Linked DNA regions of Mus musculus: all the other regions are linked to region 3. The links are chromatin contacts, called in public HiChIP or PLAC-seq and promoter capture Hi-C maps. All regions are on one chromosome and are shown on one strand. The core of a region is the stretch at or near the end of the contact, and the rest is flanking DNA. Distances in the headings are between cores, read along the strand shown.

Evidence for each region. HiChIP or PLAC-seq counts read pairs in DNA pulled down with a chosen protein or histone mark. Capture Hi-C pulls out chosen DNA fragments and counts their contacts.
Region 1: an H3K4me3 HiChIP or PLAC-seq map of embryonic basal ganglia shows a contact between it and region 3, with 3 times the contacts expected there. The contact joins two enhancer-like sites. A contact is called at or near these places in 1 of 484 Hi-C or Micro-C datasets (bone marrow-derived macrophages), 7 of 115 datasets of contacts at active chromatin or transcription factors (the NIH/3T3 cell line, bone marrow-derived macrophages, cardiomyocytes and 4 more) and 2 of 9 other capture datasets (adipose tissue and liver).
Region 2: a promoter capture Hi-C map of adipose tissue shows a contact between it and region 3. The contact joins two enhancer-like sites. A contact is called at or near these places in 1 of 115 datasets of contacts at active chromatin or transcription factors (stem cell-derived neural progenitor cells) and 2 of 9 other capture datasets (adipose tissue and pancreatic islet).

The regions. Positions count from the first base shown.
Region 1 is chr10:39,539,885-39,542,584 of GRCm38.p6, reverse strand. All of the region lies in intron 12 of Fyn (Fyn proto-oncogene), which reads right to left. Among named protein-coding and RNA genes, the nearest start is that of Gm40627, 49 kb to the left of the region's middle. Within about 2 kb of position 1,369, at least 137 of the 459 cell types and tissues checked have an H3K27ac peak or open chromatin away from gene starts, as enhancers often do. A contact at or near this core is called in adipose tissue, embryonic basal ganglia and stem cell-derived neural progenitor cells, where this site is marked.
Region 2 is chr10:39,646,036-39,648,735 of GRCm38.p6, reverse strand. It overlaps Traf3ip2 (TRAF3 interacting protein 2), which reads right to left. Exons shown (of 9, transcript NM_134000.3): 7 at 1,771-1,887. All of the region lies in intron 2 of E130307A14Rik (RIKEN cDNA E130307A14 gene), which reads left to right. Among named protein-coding and RNA genes, the nearest start is that of Gm16364, 34 kb to the right of the region's middle. Within about 2 kb of position 1,420, at least 71 of the 459 cell types and tissues checked have an H3K27ac peak or open chromatin away from gene starts, as enhancers often do. A contact at or near this core is called in adipose tissue, where this site is marked.
Region 3 is chr10:39,265,520-39,268,219 of GRCm38.p6, reverse strand. No RefSeq gene overlaps it. Among named protein-coding and RNA genes, the nearest start is that of Gm31562, 22 kb to the right of the region's middle. Within about 2 kb of position 1,434, at least 138 of the 459 cell types and tissues checked have an H3K27ac peak or open chromatin away from gene starts, as enhancers often do. A contact at or near this core is called in adipose tissue, embryonic basal ganglia and stem cell-derived neural progenitor cells, where this site is marked.

The DNA of each region.
Region 1 (2,700 bases), core at 120-2,619, 270 kb before region 3:
GGGCTTGGCTCTGAGTCTAGAAAAAACGTCCCAAGAGGAGGGGACGTACAGAAGACAAGCATGACCACAGGTTGGTTTAAACTGTCTTCTGCTTTCCAATCTGGCAAAGTGCCTATGTTTCTGGGACCCTGTGGAGAGCAGTGTGTTGGGCCCAGGTACCTTCCTTTGGTTAGGAGAAAGGCTCGTAGCTGCAGGCAGTGTGCATGTGCTCTGCCTGTCCCTCACTCTCCAGCTGATGCAAATGCAGGCTCCTTCTGCCAGCCAGCAGAGTACGACAAGGAAGCCAGAAGACGTTTCTGATGTTTGATGGCAGTCTGCAGTTCCTATTTAAACACTTTAAAATCACAGAGGGTGACCATCTGCTTCCTTAGTGACGATTACCAAGAAACGTGGGCTGTACAAAGTGAGGGCTTGCTCCTGACCATTCATAAACAACTGCCAGGCAGCTCTGCCCAAAACAGCACAGAGGAGAGGACGATGCCCCTGTGAGCACAAAGCAGGACTACTGGTGGGCTGGGCAGACAGAGGAAGGTGCTCAGAGTCGGCTCAGGGACCTGTGCTGGCACCAGGCCCTGTCTGCATTCCCTAGGCCACCTCACAGAGCTGTCCAAGGATGGAAGTGGTAGAAATCAGTTTCCTGCCACCCTGCAAGCATTTTTAATCTTAAAAGGGACTAGGGAGAAATGAGTGATTTAAAAGCCCCCTTCGTTTATTTCATCTGGCTGTCAGCACAGCCTTGCTAGGAGGGGATGATGCTCCCAACAGTTCATCTCCATTTCCCAGCATCTGCCCTGCTCCCCTGACTACTAATCTAGGCGGAAGCTACAGCAGATGAACAAAGCTGTCCCTCCCAGAGACACCAGTGGTAGGAAGCCTAGAGACAGAGGCAGCGGAATACAAATGAAGCCGACTTCTGCCCAGGGACAGAGGTGCACCAAACTCTGGCCCTGGACAGTTCAGGGAGGCAGCTTGGCTCAGTTCTGCACGTGGGGCTCAGCACATGGCTTCTGGCAGCTCTGGGGATGATAAACTCCCCGTGTGGGCCTGTGGGGTGGTGTGGCCTGGTCACTTCACTACAGCCTTTTAAAAGCTCTGCCTGGGGAATAAGAGACGGGAAGAGGTTTGCTTTTCTTAAAAGATGGGTTCAGTTCTTTAGCAAGGAAAGAATTAAATTAAATTCAACAATTAACAGGATTCCACCTCCCCCCTTCTCTGCTGACATTTGCTGTTCAGGTCACAGCACACAGTGTGGGAATGGCGATGCTGTTGTTGACAGAGAACAAGAAATTCATACGCTGAGGGGAGCAGAGGGAGGGCACCTCGTGGTGAGATCAGCCTTGATCTGCCACTGGATTACAGGGCCTCTGAAGCAGCTGATTAATAATTCTGCAGGAGTCCTTGAGCTGGAACAGCGGCGGGCGGCCTGAGTCTAATAATCCCCAGTCATCAGAACAAAGGAAAGACAGGAACTGCATTCACAGCTCTGCATTGTGAAACTGGAAAGCTAAAAGAATCAGGGACCCAGTCCTTCCTGACCGTGTTTGTCAACCTAGCTGCCTGCTCCTTTGTGCTAAATGGCTACTGTGCTTTTTGAATCCAAAATCTGATTACATTTAATTAGCACCGGCATCTGGGATTTCTAATACACAAAGAGTTATTAAAGTAACAAATCTTTCTAAAATATGTTCTCCAAGAAAGAACGTGTTAATTTATGCAGTAACAATTTTTAACGTGAACGAATGAACATGGAAACTGTAACAATTATGAATTCTTTGTAGTCTAATTTATAAGTGAATTTTACTCTAGACAATAATCTATTCAATTTAAATGCTCAATACTGGGAGTATTTGAACAGACACATTTTTCTTGTTCTACTTAATATATAAACCAGTAACAAAGTTACCCAGAGTTCTGAGTGTTCTCCTTTTGTCCAAATAGTCCACAGACTCAAAGATTACATCGTTTTGACATGTGTTTCCTATATGCTCGTTTGGTTGCTGCCTTGGAACAAATCAACCAACCCACCAAACCCACAGAGAAACTCCATGTTCCTGCTCTTCATGATTCAAATGGGGACAAGGCCTGGCAGGAGGCAGTGGGAAGGCCCTGTACAGCATGGCTCGTGGGTACTATCTGTGGGCGTGTATGCAGAGGACGGCTGTATGTGTCTATAGGGTCAACTTATCACTGCTTTTGTTAATGCCACTGCCAACTGCACTAAGTCCTCTGTGGTGAGTGCTTCCTGTCTGTTCTCAGACCGTGTGACAATTTTGTTTGCAGAAGAAGGCAGGTTCAAAGCAACTTATCCCAGGTGCCCGAGCAGATCTGCAGAGATTCCAGGACTCATACTAAGATAATGCCACGACTTCTCCGGCCAGGCTCAGAGTCAGCCCAGGCCTGGCCATCTTTTTGAACAGAGTGAGGAATACAGAGAAAGGAGGTAGGAGGTCTGGGAGGAGAAAGTCCTGTGAGGGAGAACAGAAGCAAAGGACACCAAACAGCTCTGCCCTTTCTAAGCCACAGCCACCAGAGAGGGGGTCCCAGATGACTATGCTGAGGCCCAGAGAGGCTGCAACCCAAGGGAAGGCAGAGCTAGGCTAGCATCTGAGCACAGGTCTATCTAGCTGGGAAGCTAGCTCCTGAACTTCCCCCAGAGACCAGCTCACAGTGTGCAGCAAACACCGACATAAGCAACAACCT
Region 2 (2,700 bases), core at 171-2,670, 380 kb before region 3:
AAGCCCTCAGCAGTATACTTTTGTTGTCTCTCATAATTTCTTTCAGAGACTGGCTTTCTAATGGCATCATTTGATTTGTGTAGTAACTACTCAGATGCCTAGAGGAGGCAAGGAAGTCGGCCTATCAATGGGGAGATACTGATGGCGCATCCAGTCCCTTCTGTGACGAGGAGAAGCCAAAGACATTAGGGCCAAGAAACCAAATTTGGAGACCACATGGCTATAGCTGGCACAGTCATTGGGTTGAACTGTGTGTATTACTGGCTGGCTTTTCAATATACTAGCACAACTAAACAGGTTTGTCCAGGAACTGGTAGGGACCTGGAGTCCTTCCCAAGTACCAACTGCTGGTTCCTGGGACTGGCAGGTTCTTAGAGATGTAGACAGAATGTCAGTATTCTGGGAATGTGCAGACATGATACAGACAGCTAAGGGATAGAAATATCCAGTCAGTCATGACCTTCATGGATCAGTTTATTTCTAAGAATACTATTTTTCAGACTCCACAGGCTGGCACTGGGTAAGACTGGATATGAGGCAGACTTAGCTCCTGACCCTTAGCCAGACCCTTGAATTTTACCACCTTACCTTAGCTTCCACTTTGGGTTGTAAACTCAAACAAGTGGTTCACACTGACAGAGATCCTAAAGACTCAGATGATAAGGGTGCTGCTTACACACCTTCCCTGCCCTCTACCCACAGGGTGGATGGTGGTCAACTTTTCTTTCCCCTGGGGAAAAGGTGGCCTGAGGCTACTGACTGTGTCCTGCCCTATGCTGCTTACTTAGTCCTTGCAGTGAGGTGTGATGATCCCCGATCTCCGTGCAGGATGAGACTGAAACTGGGTTGTGAGTTCAAGTCCAGTGACTTCCCTGCTCTTTCTCTAATGTCAGAATCCTTGGTAAAAAACAAGCCAGAGAAACCAGGGCCACTCTTGCCTTCAGACACACAGTTCCCACAGGACAGTGTGAAAGTCACAGGTCTAGTCTGGCTTCCTAGTTAAATAGAAATGGTCTCTAACGTATCTCTAAATCTACAAAGGACAAGATGGCAAGCAGTCCATAAAACAGCTAGCTCTGAAGCTGGGTAATATTTCCTCCAAGTTGTTGAGCAAGTTTGATTCCTTCTAAATTCTCCCATGGTTTAAGTGTAACCAAGCCCCACGGCACAGGTTAGGGAGTAGAATGTTCCCCACCTATCACAAAAGAACAAATATCTCTTTGGTTAAGTGTTTTCTTGTGCCAAATGCTTTGAATATCACTTCACTTATCTTCACAGCACCGTGTATAGTGATGATCCATTTTGTGAACAGGGTTGCAGAAGGGCAGGATTTAAGAACTTGGGCCATGGCCACATAGCCTGTGCTTAGGAGGCTAATGTGACACATGCTTTTTTGGCATGACAGAAGTGTCCTTCCCAATTTTCACTTGCCTCTCTGAAAAAGGGAGGAACAGAATGTAACAGCTACAATGCCCAGCCCACTCCACCACTCTAGCCTCCTAAAACTTCACACTTGTTGGTAAATAGCCAAGCAAACAAAGCTCTACTTCCTAGAACTTTGACTGATACCTCTAAGTTACTGGCAGGACCAGTTTGAGTACTGGGTGGAGGAGTGATGCTGCTTCATAGGTCTCAAGGTTCAAAATATCCTGAGCCATAGAAATAACTGTGGCATCCCCAAACATCCCAGTACCTTGAATGAAGAAACAACCCCCCTAGAGAGGGTGCCTGCCCCAGAGGAAGAGCCAGGCGCTGTGGTCCCTCACTCACCATCCGATGAATGTACTTAGTATGTAAGCCATGCTCGTCCTCGTCCAGCTGCGACTCAGCGCCTTCCACATCCTGTTTGTATTTGGGGCTGATTGCTACGATTATCATCACTGTCTTCTGTAATGAGAAGGAGGAAAGCATGTTTATGGAAGCAGGAAGCATGGTTCGTTTGGTGAAGGCCAGCTGGAAACTGGCCAGCAGGACCATACGCGGTCCCTGACCTGCTGGCCAGTACACGACCAGTCCCTCTGTGAAAGCAAAAGGCATCAGCGCCGCCCAACCCCCACAGGCCTGCTGTCACCTCTACCCCTCCCCACTGCCTCTGCGCCCAGCACCCACAAACATGCAGAACAAATGGTTCTGAGAGGAATTCTCCTGCCGTCCACAACCTTCTCTAATAAACATCTGATGAAATCTGAAATCACTGACTCTGCATGGAGGCAGAAAGACATCACCACTGCACGGAAAAGCACCCTTCTTCCCTGCAGCCTGATGTGAGCTGTCAGTCACCATGCACCTCCACTGCCCTGCTTCACCTGTGCACATCAGCACAGTCAGTAGGAGCAGACCCTTCAACACACAGCAAACGCCGGGCTGCAGGCAAAAGGAAGGCAGCAAAACCCAGCCTGCTGAGACTCCCACCCCACCCACTCCTGCCCAAAGAAGTACCCAGACACAGACATGCTGGCAGCAATCAATTTCTATCTTGTTAAAGCACAGAGTGTCCCAGTGGCTAGTATAGATTCTGTCTGTGGAAAACGAATCACAGGGCTGCAAGTGGGTGCCCTGGGGTAGCATGCTGCTTAGCTTTCAAAGCTGCCCAGAAACCTCTCAAGCCCAGTCCTACAAAATGCTTGGAATGGCCTCCAATTCAGCTGGGTTCTGCTGCACCCTCCCACCCCCCGCTATCATTTCCTCCTTTCCTATTCT
Region 3 (2,700 bases), core at 185-2,684:
CATGTGAGTCCGTGTAATAATATTTCTGTTTCTTGACATAAACGTGATTGCTCAGATTAACTAATGAAACTCAAAGTGAGACTCTGTGAAATGGCTGACTTAGAGTTTCAAACAGTGTTTTTAGAGAATTGCAGGGGTGGGGGACCAAGTGGGGAGATGCACTGGAGTGCCAAAAAACGGCCACAGGGACCAAATACAACAGTTCCCAGTGAGATCCTGGATGGCGAGGACAGAGCTTGGGTGTGATGGCATCCTTGCATGCATTCTACGATACATAATAAATCTCATTTAGGAATGTTTACTGGCATAACGATTATACTGTGGTTTTCCAGGGATATGTCTTTATTTTAAAGAACTTGTAGGGTAAAAGGTAAGAATTTCTGCAGATTCCTCTCTAAAGGTTCAAAGTTTGGCAAAGAATGAGGACATGTGCGTGTCACATGCAGAAGGCAGAATATACCATGGAATACAATGGAATGTCTAGGTGTGTGTGGGGTGTATGGATAGTCTTTTCATCCCTCTTGTAACCTGTCCCCAGAATTGAATAATTTCAAAATAAACAGAGGGTGGAAAAATGAATTGTCCTGATTTCACTCAGGCTCTGTATGCTGAGGGTCTGAATGCTGAACTGTCCGGTGCTTTTCTGAATGGAATCTTTTGACTCTAGGACCAGCTGTGTAATGACTGGGGTGCTTAAAAAAAAAGTCCCAGATGAAACAGATCCTGTCCCCTACCAAAGGGAAAAACCGAGTTCTACTCCTGAACAAATGGAGCTGCCCAGCTACGTGCCCTGCATCAGTGCTCTGGTGAATGGGACTCTGCTATGCACGGCGCAGCTGTTCGCTGGCACCTGAGAGCCATCTTCATCTTTGCATTAGGACAAAGCTCCCCCAAGACTGAGTGATGTTTTAAAAATATTGAATTTTTTACTAGGATCTTACAGCAACTGGGAAATTAAGATTCTGTAGAAGGATGGCACAACTGGAGATGAAAGTCCTTACTAAAAATAGAAATGAGTTCCCTCTTCAATGACTCAAGTATCAAGTTGGGTTTGCCTGGTGAGCAGAGGCTCAGGGCAGGCAAAGGGGAAGAGAGTATGGAAGAGTGTCTCTTTTTGTGTGTGTCTCTGTCTCTCTCTGTGTCGCTGTCTCTCTGTTTCTCTTTCTCTTTGTCTTTGTTTCTCTGTGTATTTCTGTGTCTTTCTGTCTTTTTATCTCTCTTTGTCTCTGTCTCTCTGTTTCTTTGTCTTTCTGTGTCTGTCTCTCTGTCTGTGTCTCTCGGTCTCTCCCTCCCTCCCTCCCTCCCTCCCTCCCTCCCTCCCTCCCTCCCTCCCTTCCTCCCTCCCTTCCTCCCTTCCTCCTAGTGCTATTGTGGCTCTAGCAAAGTCTCAGGCCAGGCTTCCTGCCAAGATCTTCTTTGTATTTCCCTGGCCTTCAGTCAAGTTCTGAGCGCTTTGTGCAAGTCCCTTCCTGTCTGCACCCCCACCCCTGCTCTTCCTCCTGTCCTGTCAGCCTTGCTTTCCTGTGTGCGCTTCCAGCCACAGCAATTTCTCCACAATTTGTTCTTATTTCCCTGGGAAGTAGAAATGATTGAAAATGAAAGCCAACCCTAACCACTCGCAGGTTAACAGGACAGGCAGGAGAGTGTTCAACAGGAAGAAAGGCCTCTTGGGAGTTCTGACTTCTCAAAAAGACTTAAACAGTCGAGTTTTAAGCAGACTCAAATGAACCGTGTACTACAGGCTGTAATCTGTAGCAAACAGACCTGGGTTGAGAACCCAGCTTCATCGTGACAGTGCAGTTACAGGTGAGTGTTAGGTTTAAGCTCTGAGGCATTCCCAGGTTCATATGTGGTAGGCTCTGTTCTCAGGGCATCTGTACACACATGAGACTATAGAGAATATTTCATATTCAAACCAGTGACATATCTTCCTTTCTGACTTGGTTTTGTAATGTGTGTGTGTGTGTGTGAGAGAGAGAGAGAGAGAGACAGAGAGACAGAGAGAGACAGACAGAGACAGAGACAGAGACAGAGAGAGACTGTCTGTCTATCTGTCTCTTGTTCACCGCTGTGTATGCCAGGCTAGCTGACCCAAGAACTTCTGGGTGAGTCTCCTTTCTCCACCTCCCATCTGGCTGTAGGCATGCTGGAATTACAGATACTCTTCTGGCTTTAAGTTGGCTTTAAGATTTGAACTTCGATCCTTACACTTGTGTAGCAAGTACTTTTACTCACTGAGCATCAACCCAAACCCCTTTATTAATTTCTTCTTTTTAAAAAATTTTTTCTCACCCACCAAGACTTAAACACACACACCCACACAACTTTGAAAGTTAAATAATTAAGGAGAGATTGAAGGTAGAAATACCATAAAGGCAGGGTTAGGGAGAGGAATTCACACATACCATAGTCAGGTATAATTGCTAGCCGATGCTACAACTTTACTGAGTTCCCTGGCAGCCAAAGAAAAGATGGGAACAAATAATTAAGAATAGCGAGGCCCCTGAGATTAAGAACATACATAGGATTATAATTCTTTACTTGAGCTTTTTTTTTTTTTCTTGTAGATTCTCATAAGGAGACCAAGTAGCAAGGGATGCCTAGCCTCAGTGTATCTTTACTTTCATAACAGACACGATGATCCGCTGCAGAGAACGGATCTTAGAACAGCTTTATTTAAGCTGGCGATGTACAGCTGGT